Linked DNA regions of Rattus norvegicus: region 2 is linked to region 1. The links are chromatin contacts, called in public Hi-C maps. All regions are on one chromosome and are shown on one strand. The core of a region is the stretch at or near the end of the contact, and the rest is flanking DNA. Distances in the headings are between cores, read along the strand shown. Region 1 holds the start of Cpm (carboxypeptidase M). Region 2 overlaps Cpm (carboxypeptidase M).

The links. Hi-C and Micro-C count contacts between places; a contact is called where the count stands out from the background.
Region 2: a Hi-C map of psoas muscle shows a contact between it and region 1, with 1.6 times the contacts expected there. The contact joins the enhancer-like site here to the promoter of Cpm in region 1. A contact is called at or near these places in 5 of 12 Hi-C or Micro-C datasets (Schwann cells, frontal cortex, kidney and 2 more).

Annotation. Positions count from the first base shown.
Region 1 is chr7:55,110,175-55,112,874 of GRCr8, reverse strand. It overlaps Cpm (carboxypeptidase M), which reads right to left and starts at 1,276. Exons shown (of 9, transcript NM_001108098.1): 1 at 1,247-1,276; 2 at 883-1,045. The coding sequence starts at 1,042. It overlaps LOC120093603 (a long non-coding RNA gene), which reads left to right. Exons shown (of 5, transcript XR_005486971.2): 5 at 1-883.
Region 2 is chr7:55,156,374-55,159,073 of GRCr8, reverse strand. It overlaps Cpm (carboxypeptidase M), which reads right to left. Exons shown (of 9, transcript NM_001108098.1): 6 at 2,482-2,652. Among named protein-coding and RNA genes, the nearest start is that of Mdm2, 43 kb to the left of the region's middle. Within about 2 kb of position 1,268, at least 44 of the 93 cell types and tissues checked have an H3K27ac peak or open chromatin away from gene starts, as enhancers often do. A contact at or near this core is called in Schwann cells, where this site is marked.

The DNA.
Region 1 (2,700 bases), core at 27-2,526:
CCACCCAAAATGATCAGGTACCAGTCCTGGCTAAAACTTCACCCTCAATGGCTAGTAGGTTAGGCTAATGATACAATGTTTGCAAATGAGAACAAATGAGGTCCTGAGTTTTATCTCTGATAGATAGATAGGTAGATAGATAGGTAGATAGGTAGATAGATAGATAGATAGATAGATAGATAGATAGATAGATAGATAGATAGATAGAATTGCCATCTAGGTAACTTGACCAAAAGCCTTAATTTCTTTGCTCCCCATTTGCTCCCTCCACTGAGAGTATATAGTTTCAACATTAAAGCGGACTAAGTGATACACTTGAAAATGCTAAGGATATCATTCGTTGCAACTTACTACCAAGCAGGTGTATCCTTCAAGCACAGCCTTTAGATATAGATCCGCATTTTCTCATAACTTTAAGCCATAGGGTTAATCACACATGCATAGAACTCCACAAGAGTACGACAATGTCTAGTTTTAAAGCGACCCGAGGAAACGGTAGTTAACAGTCACAATCAGTATGCAAGGGAGCCAACAGAAAGGGAAACTGAGGAAGATGTTTACCCTGAAAAGGAACGAAGATACACCTCTCAGATAAGTAATGTCCTCCCGATCCCTAAAGGCAATTACACAGAGGACTAAGTGATTCTGACTCTCGGTAGAGAGACTGCAATATGCACACTGTTCCTCTTACCGCTCTCCTGATCTAACAAAATTGAAAAAACAATGAAAAAAAAGGCAGAAAAACCACTGACTGGGCAAGGTATGCTTTACCTGCGAGGAGCGCGTCCGGGGAGCCTCACCAACAGAGGACCAGACAGTGCCATTCAACTTAACTTTTAAACGTGGGTTGAGGGTTGGGGACGTGCGCGGGAGGCCACCTACCTCTCACCGATTTCCCGATGCTGTGCAAGTGCGTGATCGAACTGTAGTTCTGAGCCACGCTCTTTAGGAAAGCCTCCATCCCTTCCTGGTGGTGGTATCGGAAATCCAAGGCGGCCACCACGGGCAGCAGAAGCCCCAGCCACAGGCGCGCGCCGTCCATGTCCTAGAGATGGAAGAGAAGGAGTGAGCAGTTGAGGACCGCCCGGGGAAGCGCGGGTACCGCCAGCCCGGAGTCCTCTCCGCCCTCCGGAACACCTGAGCTCCACGCTCCCTCCTCTGAGGAGCCAGGTAAAGATGGTCCCACCGGAGCCCCGCAGCCCGCCCGTGTCCCCGCAGCAGCACCCTTCCGCACGACCCGTCTCACCAGTGCCAGGCGCGCGTCTCCGCCCGCCGGCGGGCGCCGGGTGCTGGGGAGAGTTATAACCCGGACAGAGGGGCGGGCCCGGGCGCCCCGCCCGCCGCCACTCCCACTCCGCGCCGCGCCCGCCCCGGGGGCGGGGTCTCCGCTCTCGCTCAAGGGACAAGGTCCACCATAGGGTATTGAGGACAGCGAGCACGCCTGGTGGGCGGTAGGGCGCGACAGGTCGGAGCCCGTGTTGGACGTGCAGCCTGGCCTCGGCCCCGGGGAACGCTGCGCAGACGGTGCCCACGGCGGGCAGTGGGCGCGCCACCTGGAGTGCGAGCTGGGTCAGGCTTTCAGCCCTGTGCTGCAACTGGGGAAGCCGGGGAACTTTCAAGAAAGAACGTGCGTGTGAGCTTTACATGCCAAGTGTGCGGTACGGGAACCTGTCCAACAGAAGTGTCTAGTAGACGAGATTTGGCTGAATCAGAGTTAAGTTTGTGACCAACTCGTAGGACAAAAGTAGAGCCGCAGTCGTCGCTGCTCCTTATTCCTCAGACCAGTTCCGTCTCGGTGCTTCTTCCTCAAGTTCTGCTTTCCAGGAGGAGGCGGTAGGCTGTGTTTGCATTCAACAGAACGCAGACCGTGACCGGTGAGAAGTGGTTCGTGACAAGGGGCCATCATGTTCAAAAGGACACCACACACACAGTCTCTCTGTCCCATGGATTTACATACACTGTTCAAGAAATACCGACTCCTGCAAGGGTCTGGTGCAAACAAGCTCCGAAAGCTACCGATTTGTTATAACACATCTTGAACAGATTTTTTTTTTTTTTTAAATAGTGACGACAGGGACCATCCCAAATTGAGGGGATGGAATTTCCTCCCCAGTGCACAAAGGGAGGGAGTTATTCTTAAAAGGGCCCTTGAAGGTAGGGGAGATGGTGCAGGACAAAGATGCTTGGGCTGTGAACCTGGCCACCGTAATTCCAGTCTCAGAACCTAAGTAAAGGAAAGAGAGACCAGACTGCACAAAGTCGACTCTGACCTTCACAGACATAATGTGGTCTTTGCTGCACTGCCTCCCCGCCCCCGCGCACATATATACTACTAATAAAGGAATTAATGTTTTAAAGCAGTGGTTCTCAGCCTGTGGGTCGAGACCCCCTGAGGCTCGACCCTTTCACATGGGTCGCATATCAGATATCCTGAATATCAGATATTTACTTCACGTTTCATAACAGTAGCAAAATTACAATGAAGCCACAACGAAATGATTTTATAGTTGGAGCTCACCACAACATGAGGAACTGTATTAAAGGGTTGCAGCATTAGGAAGGTTGAGAACCACCGTTTGAGAGGTTTAAGGAGGGAGGGGCAAAGTGGAGAACCTAGGGTGAAGGCTACCTATCCTCTTAGAAATACAGATGGTGTTGGGCTATGAGTTCTGAAGGATCTTCAAGGCCTCCTGTGATTCC
Region 2 (2,700 bases), core at 19-2,518, 46 kb before region 1:
CCGGAATCCCAGTGGCCTCTGTTTCCTGATCTGCCAAGGCCCCACCTCTGCCTCTATCGTGCAAGTGTCAGGTAAATGATGTCTCTGTCCCAGCAAGGACAGCAGTAACCAGTACAGCATCCGCCCCAGAGAATACATGTGTTCTCAGTCCCAACAGGCATGGGAGAAGTTTAAGTCCAACGAAATGCTCAAGGGGTAGAGAGATGGCTCAGGGTGTAAGAGCACTGGCTGCAGTTACAGAGGACCCGGGACCTAGCACCCACATGGCGGCTCACACCCCCCTGTAATTCCAGCGTCAGGGGAGCTGACTCCCTCCTCCAGCTTCTGTGGCATAGCACACATGTGGTTTGCAGACGTACACACAGGCAAAAAACACATATACATAAAATGAAAAAAATAAATAAAAATCCACGAAGAAAATGTTGAAATGTTAAATAATATATATAGACCTAGATTCTAGTGACAAAGATTTTTTTTTTGGGGGGAGGGGTGGCTGCAGAGATGGCTCAGTGGTGAAGAGCACTGACTGCTCTTCCAGAGGTCCTGAGTTCAAATCCCAGCAACCACATGGTGGCTCACAACCATCTGTAATGAGATCTGATGCCCTCTTCTGGTGTGTCTGAAGACAGCGACAGTGTACATAAAATAATACACAATATAAATAAGTATTTTTAAAAGAGATTTTCTTTTTTCCTCTCTTTCTTTTTCTTTTTTCTTTTTTTTTCGGAGCTGGGGACCGAACCCAGGGCTTTGCACTTGCTAGGCAAGGGCTCTTCCACTGAGCTAAATCCCCAACCCCCCTTTTCCTCTCTTTTAACACTATGGATTTTGTATTTATCTCTGAACACACACACACACACACACACACACACACACACACACACACACACCCTTAAAAATAACTTGAAACTTTGGGAATTTCCACACATCTGGATTTCTGTCTTGGCCGTTACGGAGGACCATGAAGGACACTTGTGCCAGGAAACAGAGGGTCCTTTGTAGTGACGAAGATGGAGGAGTGGGGCTGTGCTAGAGACCTGAGGTGAGTGGGAGCAGGTCAAGAACAGCGAGTGGATTTTATGGTGCCTCCGTGTCTAGCTGGGCTCACTGCCTGGACGCCATCAACTGTGGTCTACGCTTATTTACCTCATCTGGAAAATTGGCCGTGGGCCACCCAGACACAAAAGTACCAGTTTGTGCTAGATCACTAGACAGCCCATGCACCCAGAGTGACAGCTGGCGAAGGCGCCTGTGGAAGCGGCCTGTGTGCAGAGATGCAGGCTGCAGCTTGCTGTCAGCGGGCTGGGTCCGCTAGCCTGGGAGGGAAGACTGCTCACCTCTAGCACGAGGTCATTTCCCTTGCCCTTTCTCCCTCAGCCCCTCCTCATGGGTTTTAGTTTCCAGACGAGTGATGGTTTCTATATACCCCTGGGCTTCTGTTGACAGTACTTGTTCCATTAAGAGTGAGCTAAGCCTTATGGTGTAGGTCTGTCTGTAATCCCAGCTACTAGGGAGGCTATGGTAGGAGAATGGAAGGTTCAAAGCCAGCCTGGGCAATTTAGTAAGCCCCTGTTTCAAAAGAAAAGTAAAAAGAAGGCTGGGGATAACCCAACAACAAAACACTTGCCTAAAAGGTGCAAAGCCCTAGATTCAATCCCTAGTATGGCCAGCAAGAGGAAATGATAGTATATATAGTTCAGTGGTCTGCCACTGAATATCCCTCCTCCTGGGTGAGCTTTCTCCCTACACCGTCAGCCCTCCTCTGCCTGGCCATCCTACTCAAGGGTGGGAAACCAGAACGCCTTCCTTTGGTTCTGCCTGAAGAGCATTTCTTCCCGATATCCAGCTTCTCTTCTAGACTCTGGAAGAAGACTGGCCACACTGTCTCCATGGCTGCCTGGTCAGAAATGGTGGGAGCTTTGTGGCAGCTGTGCTTGTTTGAGGGACTTTTTTTTTTTTCTTTTTTCTTTTTTTCGGAGCTGGGGACTGAACCCAGGGCCTTGCGCTTGCTAGGCAAGCGCTCTACCACTGAGCTAAATCCCCAGCCCCACTGAGCTAAATCCCCAACCCCGTTGGAGGGACTTAAGTACAGTCACCTTCCTCTAAGATCCACCCCACTCCCTGCCTGTGTCTGCTGTGGCCGCAGGCTCCTTCACACACCTGTGGCTTTTCTAAATCTCTCTTCCTACTCTAATGGCACTGTAACCCAGTTCCTCACACTCATCCCACTTGAGGACCAGGTCTGTGTCTTCTTTCCCGGTACAGTTCCTGGATGCGGTAAGCACACAGAGAATGAAGGAGACCACGGGCAGGGAGGAGCACGCCTCTGCATCTTTCAAACCATCGGTCGCTTCCACCATTCCTGGGGTATTATGGGACAGAGGCCTGACTGAGGGACCACATTGTGCCTTGAAGGCCTTTTTGACCCTCTCTGGTGCTTCCAGTGAAGGCAACCGGAGAACATGAGGAAGAGGAGCTCACCTTGCAGTGGATACCAGGAGTACCCGTTGATGATCCCGTTGGGGAAGCTCCTCTTGTTTTTACACTGATCCCCTTTTGTCATGTTGGGATTCCGTGAGGCATAGGTGTACGCCAGGTGTTGAAAAACATCGTCATCTGGAGTCAGGCTTCGGGACAACAGTGTCCCCGTGGCTGTGTTAGAAAGACAAAGGGATGCGAACAACTCACCTTCGCAGACAC